Regions from separate parts of the Muntiacus reevesi genome. Here all the other regions are linked to region 3. A link is a contact called in public Hi-C data. All regions are on one chromosome and are shown on one strand. The core of a region is the stretch at or near the end of the contact, and the rest is flanking DNA. Distances in the headings are between cores, read along the strand shown.

Region 1 (4,079 bases), core at 1,065-3,564, 250 kb before region 3:
ACTGCTGGCCCCCATTTCTTGAATCCACCTCCATGTGTCATCCTGAGAGAACTTTATTATTTAGCCTGACTCTCTAACTCTCACGAAGATAATCCCATTCCTGCCCTCAGGGTAAAGTCCAAACTCCTGCGATCCAAAGGGCCCTGTGCACGGTGGCCATTAGAGATGTTTCCACTGTGTTCTCTTCCCAAGACACACCACTTCTTACCCTTGGGGCTCCAGGCATGCTCAGCTTCTCTGGGTTACTCAAATAAGCAGCCTCTTCTCACCTCTGTGCCCCTGCGCAGAACACACTTCCTGGCCTCTCTCAGTTCACCCCGCCTCGTCTTTCAACTCTCAGTTTAGATATCCCCCTCCTCCAGGAAGCCTCCCTTCATCTCCCAGACTGGGTTCCCACGGCCCTCTGAGCTCTCCCCATCCCACCCAGCCCTTGACCACTGTGTGCTGGGCTTCCCTCAGGGCCTCAAGATGAGTCCCTTTCCCTACCGGACCTGGAGCTCTGTGCAGGAGGGCCGGGGTTGTCTTGGTCAGCCTGTGTTGCCTGCACTGGGTCAGCCTGGGAGGCTGCAGGGTCTTGAATGAAAGAAAGAACGCCCAGCAGGCTCCACCCCTCCCTCGCCCGCTCACCTGTCCGAGTGTCACACACAGCCGCACAGTCACACACTTCACCTCTGTGGCCGAGGCTAGGGCTGGGTTTGGACAGGCCCAGTCCACGGGCTCCCTCGGGCATGGCTGAGTGGCTCAGCGGCTTCTGCAGAAAGACCCCCTTCTGGGATACCAGGACCCCATAGACTTTCCTGCCTCCACACCGCCCCCACCCCCGACTCACAGACTGGGGGCTGAGGATTAGGAGGATGGTCTGAATCCAGGGAGGGGGCGCTGGGAGTAACTAATGGGGGAGACAGTCGCAAAGTAATAGAAAAAGGGGAGCAAGAAGAGATAACACAGAAAAAAACGGAAAGGGTGAAACAAAGAAGAGTAAAGCGAACAAGAGTCGCCCAAGCTGTGAGTCTGGTGTGTCTGGGGCCGGAGGCTCAGGGATCCTGGGAACGTCTGGGCTCCGGTTGGAGCCGAGGGCGAGGGGCAGGGCTGGGAAAAAGCCGTGGGCGGGAGGCCGCGGGGTCCCAGGGGAGGGCGGAGGAGGCTGGGGGACCGGATGCCAGGGTCCTGCAGACGGCTTCCTCCCCCACGGAGCGCTGCGAGTCGGGGCGCTGGCCCTGAGTCCTCGACCCCTTCCAGTCAAGTCCCTCTGAGATCCGCTCACTGTCCCCACCACCGCAGCGCCTCCCCACAGCCCTCTAGCCCCCAACTCCCGCCGGCGCCTCCGCTCGCCCCCCGCCGGCACGCCCCCTCATTGTTCAGCGGCTGCGGCGCCGCCCCCTCCCCCAGCCCTTCGGGGCCCCTCGCCTCCCCCCTCACCTCCCCGGGAGTCTCCAGCCCCGAACCGAGGCAGCCCGGTTCCTATTTGACCCTAGCACGGTCCCCGGGGAGGCGCAGAGCAGGCACTCTCGGGTCTCTGCAAGTCAGGGGTGTGAACTTCGGGCTCTCCGGCTCCGGGAACCAGAATCCGGGGTCTCTCGGAAAACCGGGCGCAGTGGTTCAGATTTCTTTCGTCCTCTAAACGGAAGATGCTGGGAGCCTCGACGCTCGAGTCTCAGATGGGGGTGCTGGGAACCCAAATTCCTGAGTCTTCTAGACAGGGTCGTGGGGTGGGGGGAGGGCTGGATTCCTGAGTTCCCTAACTCTAAAAGCAGGGGTTAAACTATTTCCAGACGGTAGCGCAGTGAGTCCCAAATTCCAGGGTCCTCTTTAAGTACTGGGCGCTTCAGCCCCAAACTGGCTGGATGGAGCTCTGGGAGTCCGTATCCCACGTTCCTCCAGTCCCGGGAGTCTTGGGCTCAGCTTTCTGAGAAAAACTCTGGAGGGAATCTCCGGTCTGAGATCCTAAGTTCTTCGAAACCGGTTGCAGGAAGCTCGGCCTCCAGGGTCGCGCGGGGCTGATGTCCCGGACTCCTGGCTCCTCCTCCAGGAGGGGGCGCTGGGCACCTGAGTATCTGGGGTCCTCTGGCCTGCCTGGACGCTGGGGCCTGGGTTTCGAGGTCTCTCAGGCCGCGGTGCAGAATTTCGGACGGCTGGAGTCTGCAACTGTAGACCCCTCAGGCTTCAGGATGGATGGCACCGGGATCTGGCGGCGGCGGCGGCGCCACCTCTGTGTCTGGAGAGTCCGGTCCCAGTGGTGGGGCGGGGGGCGGTCGCCTGGGGCTTCCCCTCCCCCCCCGCCCCGCCCGGGCTCATATCCTGTTCCCGCCCGCAGGGGGGAGGGGCCGCCTTCCGGCCGGCCAGCCCGCAAAGGGTTAAGACCCCTCCTCTCTGGGTTCTGAATATTGATGAGAAGGCGGTCCCGGACAGGCTACACCCCCACATACCAGAAGCCTCTCAGACTTTTCCCTTTTACAGCAAGAGCCTTCCAGGCGTGAGAAGCCGGAACTGGTAACGCACTTTCTCCTATCGGCCAATCCCAAGATTCCTATTTATATATGCAAAGTAGGGGCGGAGCTAGCCTGCAAGGTCACGTGGCCAGGAATGACTGAAGGACGCCGCGGCGCAGGGGTGCGGTCGAAGCTCCAGTGGCGCAATCGGTTAGCGCGCGGTACTTATATGGCAGTGCGAGCGGAGCGATGCCGAGGTTGTGAGTTCGATCCTCACCTGGAGCAGCTTTTAATTTTTCTCTTATAGGTTACACATTTATACATCTTATTAATCAACCGAAACATTACGTCACTTAAAAGAATAAACATTTCGATCGTCGGAATTTTTAGGCTGGAAAGAGTCCTGGGATCTGGCGACGATCGGTTAGGGAGTGTTTTTCTATTGTGGGGAGGTGCAGTTTTCCTCTTCGTCACCAGGGGGTGGTGTTGCCTCTTAGATGTATGGGAATTTGAGTCTAAATCTCAGTTAAAGAATTTTGTAGATATGTCAGGCAGTGTCAGGTCCTCAGCAAACTATGTAAGTGACTCTGTCTCTGTCCATCTTTTTCTATCTTGGAGTTTCTTCTTCCAGTTTTATTGCGATATACTCGCTGTTAGTTCAAGGTGAACAAGATAATTTTAGATAAATTTAGATATAATTTTAGATATGTAAATTGTGAAATAATTACATTTAATTAACATTATTTACCTCACAGTTACTATCGTGTGTGTGTGGGTGTGTGTGTGTTGGAGTTCTCGCTCTCTCCTCCTTTCTGAATCGATTATTTTTTTTCAACAAATTCTGAAGCTTGTGATCACTATGTGACTGATTCCTGTTTGGGGTTTCGATGTGAGTGATACAGCAGTGAACAAGACAAAGTCCCTGCCTCTGAGGATTTGACACTCGAATGTGAAGGGTTGGGGGGGGGGCAGATTGCTATAAACATAAGATCTAAGTGATTTTATATGTTAGGAGGGGGTAAAAAACATCATGGAAAAAGCAGAGCAAGGTAGGGAGGAAGGGGGTTGCAATAAAAGTAGTCAGGGGCCATCTCTGGGAAAACATTTGAGCAGAGACCTGGAGAAGGGGAGCAAGCTATTGGGATACTTCGGGGAGTACAACGGAAACAGCCAGTGCAAAGGCCCTGTGGCTGAGGTGTACCAGCAGCAGTCATAAGGACTAGAGCAAGAGTGACCAAGAGGAGAGCCAGGCTGTGTAGGCGGTTGAGGACTTAGGACTTTGGCATTAATGTGATCTGACTGAGGTGTCATGATAGTTTCCTTTTGGTTGTCTAGTGGGGGATGTGGTAAGAGACTGAAGGTAAGGGCAGGTGGGGCCAGAGAGGAGTCAGGAGGCTGGGCTGTAACATCTCTTTAGAAAGTGAATCAGACAGGGTTGCTGTTGGTTTGGATTGTGGGTTTGAGGGGGAAAAAGTCAAGAGGACCGGCTCTCTGCACTGGTAGCTGGTGGCAGGTGCTGTTTTCTCAAACAAGGGTGTATTGTTTGTTTCCAAGGGGCAGAGTATCTGTTTTTTTGCAAAGGGAAGGACCCTTTGTGTTACTTCTTGTTCTTTCAGTGTCTGTATGTATCCGCGTAGCTTGCTTGCGCTT
Region 2 (3,919 bases), core at 632-3,131, 190 kb before region 3:
TAAAGTTTATAGGTTAATATTAAATTTTATTTATTTATTTTTGGCTGAAACATGTGGAATGCAGGATCCTACTTCCCTGACCAGGGTTTAAACCTGTGTCCCCTGCAATGGAAGCAGGGATTTTGCAGTGGATTCTCAACCACTGGACCACCAGAAAAGTCCCAGGGTTTTTAGTTTTTAAGATATACCATGGTGTGTAGGCCAAAGGGAAAGATCCAGTAGAGATAAGGATATTGGTGATACAGGGAGAAGAAGGGTAGCTGCAGTGTCGCCCTTGAGGAGGTTAGAGAGGGTGGGATCTGCGTACTGCTATGCGAGGGAACTCAGCACAGCGGGCCAGACATTGTGAAGCTAGGTCCTCTGAACATGCTCTATCGTTTGTGTGTATTTTTTCATAGAAATCCAGAGGGGGTTCTCATAAATTACTTCCCTTTTATTTCTACTTTATATGATAGTTAGGACATTATATTGATTTTAGGGAGAATTTATGTGTATAAATAGGTTGCCTTATCTAGGAATTTCATTCCAGGATGTGAACTGGGGGGGACAATACAAAATGCTCTTCATAATAAAGGAGGTACTGGTTTGATAGTATTAAACACCATTGTTGTAGTGCCCATTATAAGGCCCATGAGGTTGAATAACTGCAGAAAAAAAATACACCATTACCTGAGCGCTGGTGAGTTTCCTCTTTCTCCTCCATTTCCCCATCAACCTAATAAGTTGCAGTTTGATCAGCAAACATTTCTAAATTCCCCCTTTTAGCTCTGGAGTTAAAATATTCCAGATTAGGGGGTAGTGGAATCCAGGAAGGATTCCTGGAGGAACAGTTAAAGAGCTTATTTCATCATCAAAAAAGTCTGCAAACAAAAAAATGCCAGAGGGTGTGGAGAAAGGGAAACCCTTCTGCACTATTGATGGGATGTAAATTGGTACAGTCTCTATGGAAAACAGTATGGAGATTCCTTAAAAAACTAAATATAGAACAACCACATGATCTAGCAATCCCACTCTTAGGCATATAGCTGGAGAAAACAATAATTTGAAAAGGTACACACAGCATTGTTTACAATAGCCAAAAAATGGACACAACCTAAATGTCCATCAACAGAGGAGTGGATAAAGAAAATGTGGTACACTCCAAAAAAGATGTGTTACATATCAATATACACAATGGAATATTATGCAGCCATAAAGAAGAGTGAAAAATGCCATTTGCAATGACACAGATGGACCGTCCCTGAGATTTTTATACTGAATAAAGTCAGACAAAGAAAGGCAAATATTATATAATGTTGCTGTATGTGGAATATAAAAAAAGTTACAAATGAACTTATTTACAAAATAGAAAAAGAGTCACAAATGTAGAAAACTTATGGTTACCAGGAAGGAAAGGGGGAGAGTGACAAATTGGGATATCAGGATTGACATGTATATACTACTGTATATAAAATAGATAACTAATAATAACCTACTATATAGCACAGTGAACTCCACCTGATACTCCGTAATGACCTACTTTGGAAAATAATCTAAAAAAGAGTGCAAATATGTATAGTTGATTGACTCACTTTGCTTTACACCTGAAACTAACACAACATTGTAAATTAGCTATACTCCAATAAAAATTAAAAAAAAAAAGAGCTCATCACTACCTATGGTGTATTGGGTGTTGGCCACCTTGCTGGGAGATATGTGAAGTTATTTTATCCTCATAACCATCCTGAATCAGAGGGGTGAAGTTACTTAGCTAGAGCCACACAGTCAGGAAGCACTTGAACCCCAGTCTGGGTGACTGTAAAGCCTGGGAGGTCCCAACAGATGAGGGGAAGGAAGGAGAGGGAGGAGCCATCTGTGACAGTTGTCTCAGAATGGGCATAAACAGGATGTGGTGTTGGATGAAACTTTTCCCCTACCCCACACCCCGCCCCTGTAGCTGTGGTCCCCACCCCTAGAAGACAGCGGAACCAAGGAAAGAAGAGGCCCCTGGACCGTAAAGTCATGGTCGGGGGCCAGGGTCGTATGGGAAGGCCTAGGGGCTGGAGTGGGACTGGGGCTGGGAGGAGGCCGGGGTGAAGGTCAGGCTGTGGATGGGAGGTCAAGGCCGGGGAAAGAGAGATGGCGGTTCCGGGTTTAGCCCCAGGCGAGCAGATCCCCGAGCCTCCCTGGGCGCTGCCCAGGGGCACCTGCCGAGAGGGCTCCCCAGTCCAGACCCTGCTCATCCAGGGGCAGCATCCGCTCAGAGGAAAGGGTGCCTTTCCCCAGTGTTTACACAGGCAGTCTATGGGCTGTGGGCCTCGCCTCGTTATTAGTGGATGGAGAAACTGAGGTTTGGGGAACGGGGCAGGGCTGAGGCCAGGCGACTCAGCTCTTAACTGGGCTCCTCTGGCAGTCCGACTCCCTGGTGGTGTGTGAGGTGGACCCCGAGCTACAGGAAAAGCTGAGGAAATTCCGCTTCCGAAAAGAAACGGACAATGCAGCCATAATAAGTGAGTGTCTTCTTCCCTCCCGACGGATGGGGGGTGGGGGGAGCATAGGGACAGATGGGAGGGGCGGCTAACCCACCCATGCCCTCCCTCCTCAGTGAAGGTGGACAGAGACCGGCAGATGGTGGTGCTGGAGGAAGAATTTCAGGTGAGGGGTTGGGGGTGGGACTGGGAGACCCAGAGGGCTGTGACTGAGGCTAAGAGCCTGGGGTGGGGAGCCAGAAAAACCAGGAAGTCAAGTTCCAGCTTAGCTGTGACTCTAGGCGAGAAACTCTGCCTGTATAGGCCTCTCATCTGTGAAATGGTGACAACAGTCCTCACCTCTGCGGGTTGTCTGTGAATGCAGTGATTTAATCCTTGTAGTCTGCTTAGAAAAAAGCAAGTGTCTTAACACCTCTGGGCCTCAGTTTGTTCACCTGTAAAATGGGGGTAATAACAGGACCTACCCCTTTGGGTTTGGGGAGAGGTCAATAGACTAATAATCCATGTGTTTCTTGGATGAGTGCCTTGACACAGTATATGTTTGTTTAATGGCAGTCTTTTTTTTTTTCCTCTCCTCCCCCCACCCCTCACAGAATATTTCTCCAGAGGAACTAAAAATGGAGTTGCCTGAGAGACAGCCCAGGTATCCTGGGGCAAGGAAGGGAAGGTCAGGCCATGGAGGGATGCAGGCTGAGGGACTACTTGGGGTTCAGTCTTATTCATGGACTTTGAAATTATGTCTTTGAGTTCCTATCACAGGACTTTTGGTTTGTATACCAAAATTTTATTGCAGAATTTTATGCTAATAGTCATACGTGATGTTAGTACATACTTTGTAAGGTTTTGATCTCAACATTGCACTTGTTTCATTAAAAAAAAAGTTAAAATTTCCTTATTTTTCAATGCTTGGGAAGACTTTGAGTAGGAAAGGATTTATTTGACCTTTAATGATTGGGGAGAATCCTGTGTGAAGCCAGAGGAGCCTGGTGCTTTTTGTATATGGAGAAGTTTTTTGACACTTCTATGAAAACTGGTCTCTCTAGATTTTTTCATCTTGACTGGGGTGAGTTTTGGGTGTCCTAGGACTTTGAAACTCAATCCCAGGCTCTAGATCTCAGTCAGCACCCTGGGCATCTGACAAGTGCAATCACACAGGGCCCCATACCCAGAAGGGAGCCTTGAAGGCAGGGCTTGATGCCTGCTATCTTGAAATTCTTTCTAGTTTTATCTCTAAATCTGTTTCATTTAAAGTCTGAAAGGACAGTGGAGCCTGTGCTGGAGGCTTGGAGCCTTCTTCAGCTCACACCTCCAGCCCTAGATGGGTTCTCAGCTCCCCACTCCCACATTGCCCATTGATGGCTGGTGCCCTCTGCCCTGGGCAGGGGGCCTAATTGCAGACTCAGGGAGTGTCAGGGCCAGGGGGCAGCACTCACTCCTGAAAGATAAATTCC
Region 3 (4,474 bases), core at 231-2,730:
GGGATGGGGAGAGCAGCAGAAAAAGAGGTGGGAGCGACTGAGGACCATGATGAGAGGTTGCGGTTTTAAGTACAGAGAACACCCAACTTTGTACAGAGTACCACCCAAGGACACCCTCCCTAGCCAGGAGCCTGCCAGATTCACTTGGGCTCTGGGCCACCCATAAACACCGCTTCCCATAGGCCCAGGGGAACCTCTCCTCCCAGATCACACCCTTCCATGGAGGCCAAAGAGACAATCTATTCCTGCCCAAGGAGTGGCCAAGCCTTGCCCAGCTCCCTACTTCCAGGAACAGACCGCCGGCAGTTTACAGTGTGGCGACCGGAGGCCGGAGCTCTGGAATTATTCAGATCCAGCAGGGAATCTTCCTTCATTACTTAGCAGAAGCTCTCTGTGCCTCATTCTCCTGGCTGTAGAGTGGGTCTATCTAGATTGTGCTATAGTAAGACTAGGCCCACAGGGTGCTGAGTACAGCCTCAGCACTCATTAAGTATTAACCAACATAATGAGTATTTGAGAGTCAGTAGAGCATAGAACTCTGAGCCCAGGACTCCAGAGTTCAAATCTCAGCTGCAAAACTAACTCATTAGGCGGCCCTGGGCAAAACACTAAGCCTCTTAATAATGGCACCAAGCCCAAAAGGTTGTGGTCAGGATTAAATACATGGAAAACGTTCAGAACAGGGCCTGACACACAGTAAGTGCTTTATGAGTGTTTGCTATTCTTTTCATTATCTGGGGTGGGGGGGGTGGGGGGGTTACTTCTCCCCCATCAGAAAGCACCTTGACCTCTTTCTTGAGTGTCCTATCCCTCCCCTCCAGCAATATGCCCCATTTGGGTTTTAACTTTTGACCCTTGGGACCATCATCTGTGATTTTTCTCCAATTTGGTCACGTTCCACCGCTGATTCCATATAAAGATGCCCCCCAAGCCAAATCTCATTCATTTGCTTCACTGGCTGCTGCCTTAAATCTCCAATCCGCGGCCCCCATGGCTGTGACCTCTGACCCTCGTGGGCACATCCTCCTATCAAATTATTAATTTTGACCCTCTCCTTTTTGACATTCACCCCGTGCCCCTCCAACGAGCTCCCGCTTCAAACTTTGAATTTTGCGCCCCCCTCGCCACGCCCCCTTCGTTTGACCTCTGACCTCCTCTATAACTCCCTCCCGCTCAGCGTTGACCCGCGACCCCCTGGACGCGACCCTTCCCTCCACGAGTGAACTTTGACCCCAGCGGCCCCGCCCCCTACTCGCGTAAACGCTCTCCCACCGCACTGCCCAGCGCACACCAACCCCATGGCCAGACAGCTTATCCTACCGGCTCGGCACCGCAGTCGCTCGCGGCCTGGCCGCTCGGCCCGGAACTCGGCGCCCTCCCGCTGCCCTCAGCTCTCTGGCGCCGCCGCCGCCACGGCCACTGCCGCCGCCATGTTGAATCCCCAACGAACATCCGGGGCTTTCCCCCCTCGCCGCCCACCAGTCCCCATAGCAACGGGGCTGACCCGGCAGGGGGCAGGGCCGGCTCAGGGGCGGAGCTGGACGCCTGGCAGCGCCCGCTCCAGCCTCTGATTGGTGCATGTTGTCCAATCGGAGACCTTCGGGCGGAAAATGCCAAGCCGGGATTGGAAAATTTGGAAAGCTGGCTCCAAGCCCACTTGGATTCTTAAAGGGGAAAATGACTATTCTCTTGTAACTGCATCCCACCTTCCACCCAAAGGAATTAGGGAGTGGAAGCCAGTAGTGGGTAATGATGGCCAGAAACGGCTCTGAAGCATGTACTATGTGTCAGACACCCCGCCAAGTGAAATTTCTTGCTGAATGCTCAGTACAACCGTATTGTATATTAACGCCCATTTTACAGATAAATTGAAGTTTAGAGGGGGCATAACTAGCTGCTTGGGGATCACAGAAAGTAAATAATGAGTTTTGAACGATGTCTGTCAGTCTGAGCCCGAGAACTTCACCCTGAACCAAGACACTGTTACCTAAATCTTTTTGGTAAGTTTTTTGTTTGTTTTTAGCAGGCATTTGTTAAAAAACAAAACAAAACCCGTAAACTAAACTCGGACATCTTTTTCTGTGATTTCACTCATTGGTTCTAGCAATGAGTTTGTGTGTGTGTTAGTCTCTCAGTTGTGTCCGACTCTGCGGCTCATAGAATGTAGCCCGCCAGGCTTCTCTGTCCATGGAATTCTCCAACAAGAATAATGGAGTGGGTTGCCAGTCCCTTCTCCAGGGGATCTTCCCAACCCAGCGATCGAACCCGGGTCTCGAGCACTGCAGGCAGTTTCTTTGTCGTCTAAGCCACCAGGGAAGCCCAGTCAGTGGGTTTGCCCTTCCCCCTCCCCACAAAAAACTCAGGTGCTCTCCCACTTCAAGGTCATTACATTGATTATTCCTTTTTTCTGGAATAGACTTCCCCCAGGTACCCTCATTTCAAAATGGGGGAAATCAATATGATAATGCATGCAAGGTGCTTGCTGGTACCTGGAATTTAGTAAGCACTCAATGCATATGGGGCTTCCCAGGCGGCACCAATGGTAAAGAACCTTCCTGCCAGCACAGAAGACATGAGAGACATGGTTTCAATCCCTAGGTTGGGAAGATCCCATATTCATTTGGGATTGCCTGGTGTCTGAGACAGTAAAGAATCTGCCTACAATGAAGGAGACCTGGGTTCGATCCCTGGGTCAGGAAGATCCCCTGGAGGAGGAAATGGCAACCTACTCCAATATTCTTTCCTGGAGAATTGCATGGACTGAGAAGCCTGGCAGGCTACAATTCATGGGGTTGCAAAGAGTTGGACAGGACTGAGCAACTAACACATTAACACTTAACACAGGTACCCTCATGGCTTCTTCCTCCCTTCACTCTTTCAAGGTTTACTCAAATGTCACCTTATCAGGGGAACTGTCCCAGCCCACCCTGACTAATGCAACAAACACTCCTCTCTCATGCTACTAAACTCGTTACCTTGTCTGCTTTTATTTTCTGTTGCTCAGATCACCTTCTAACATACTATCTAATACACAGAATTAGCTAATCATAGTTATCGTTTTTTGGTCATCTGCCTTGATGGCACGTCTCTCCAGCATGGAGAGCATGGAGTTTTGTTTTGTTCACTGTGCATGCCCATTTGTTGAATGGATGGTTGGATAAATTGTAAATCCACCTCTGCAGAAGTACTCTTAAATGTTTAGTGCATATCCCTTGCCCCAGCACGGTGTCTTACAGAGTAGGCATTTAATTAATATTTGCAAAAGCAGTGAATGAATGATGCATAATTTCTTTTTTTCTCTGTACTTTCAGTGTGCGTGCTCAGTTGCGTCCAACTCTTTGTGACCCTATGGATTGTAGCCTGCCAGGCTCCTTTGTCCATGGGATTCTCTAGGCAAGAATACTGGAGTGAGTGGGCTGCCATTTCCTTCTCCAGGGGATCTTCCAGACTCAGGGATCAAACCCTTGTCTCCTCATCTCCCACATTGGCAGGTGGATTCTTTACCACTGAACCACCTGGGAAGCCCTGTACATTCACTTATCTTTTAAAACAGAATCAGTTAAAAAAAAAAAAAAAAAAGATAAATAAAATAAAAAATAAAACAGAATCAGAAACATTTATAAATAATTTTGTATCTTTTTAAAACAAGACTATAAATACCACTAGTATCTTTCCATGTCATTAAATATTCTTCAAGAACATTTTAATGTTCTTTGTTTTAATGGCTGCATAAGATGCCATTCTGTCAATGAACTCTAATTCGTTTGAACCATTCATTGAACATCTAAACTGTGATAAATATTTTGCTATTATAAATACCCCCCCACCCCAAATCCAAGCAGCTAAACGTTTGTGCACATCTCTAATTATTTCCTTTGAATAAATCAGCACAAATGCATCTGCTGGGTCAAAGGAAATATACATCTTTAAGATATAATAATAGCAGCAGTTCCCATGCCTCAAACATTTCTATGCACCATGCACGGTGCTAAGCTGTGTAATTTAAACAGCAGGGACTGTGATTATATCTGCTTTGCAGAGGAGGAAACTGAGGCTTAGAGAAGTAACTTCATTTGCTCAAAATCACACACCGGGCTCATTTCCAGCTTTAACTCCCAGGCAAGGCTCTCACTAACTGCCCTCTGCTGCCTCTGTATGGCCTGGGACACACATTGCAAGTTGTGCTGTAGTTCAGTTCAGTTCAGTCGCTCAGCCATGTCCAATTCTTTGTGACCCCATGGACTATAGCATGCCAGGCTTCCCTTTCCTTCACCATCTCCCAGAGTTTGCTCAGCTTCATGTCCATTGAGTCGGTAATGCCATCCAACCGTCTCATCCTCTGTCATTTCCTTCTCCTCCTGCCTTCAATCTTTCCCAGCATCAGGGTCTTTTTCAATGAGTTGTCTCTTCACATCAGGTGGCCAAAGTATTGGAGCTTCAGCTTAAGCATCAGTCCTTCCAATGAATATTCAGG

The links. A called contact is a pair of places that touch in the nucleus more often than the background predicts.
Region 1: a Hi-C map of muscle shows a contact between it and region 3, with 6 times the contacts expected there. The contact joins the promoter of PLEKHG2 here to the promoter of PAK4 in region 3. A contact is called at or near these places in 2 of 3 Hi-C or Micro-C datasets (blood and muscle).
Region 2: a Hi-C map of blood shows a contact between it and region 3, with 3 times the contacts expected there. The contact joins the promoter of GMFG here to the promoter of PAK4 in region 3. A contact is called at or near these places in 2 of 3 Hi-C or Micro-C datasets (blood and muscle).

Annotation. Positions count from the first base shown.
Region 1 is chr2:261,040,944-261,045,022 of mMunRee1.1, reverse strand. PLEKHG2 (pleckstrin homology and RhoGEF domain containing G2) reads right to left here and starts at 2,314. Exons shown (of 19, transcript XM_065926083.1): 1 at 1,420-2,314; 2 at 628-751. The coding sequence starts at 730. TRNAI-UAU (transfer RNA isoleucine (anticodon UAU)) reads left to right here and starts at 2,622; the gene lies at 2,622-2,714.
Region 2 is chr2:260,976,465-260,980,383 of mMunRee1.1, reverse strand. GMFG (glia maturation factor gamma) reads left to right here and starts at 1,881. Exons shown (of 7, transcript XM_065920585.1): 1 at 1,881-2,004; 2 at 2,393-2,489; 3 at 2,585-2,634; 4 at 3,062-3,111. The coding sequence starts at 2,002.
Region 3 is chr2:260,789,244-260,793,717 of mMunRee1.1, reverse strand. It overlaps PAK4 (p21 (RAC1) activated kinase 4), which reads right to left and starts at 1,480. Exons shown (of 9, transcript XM_065926063.1): 1 at 1,321-1,480. The coding sequence starts at 1,452.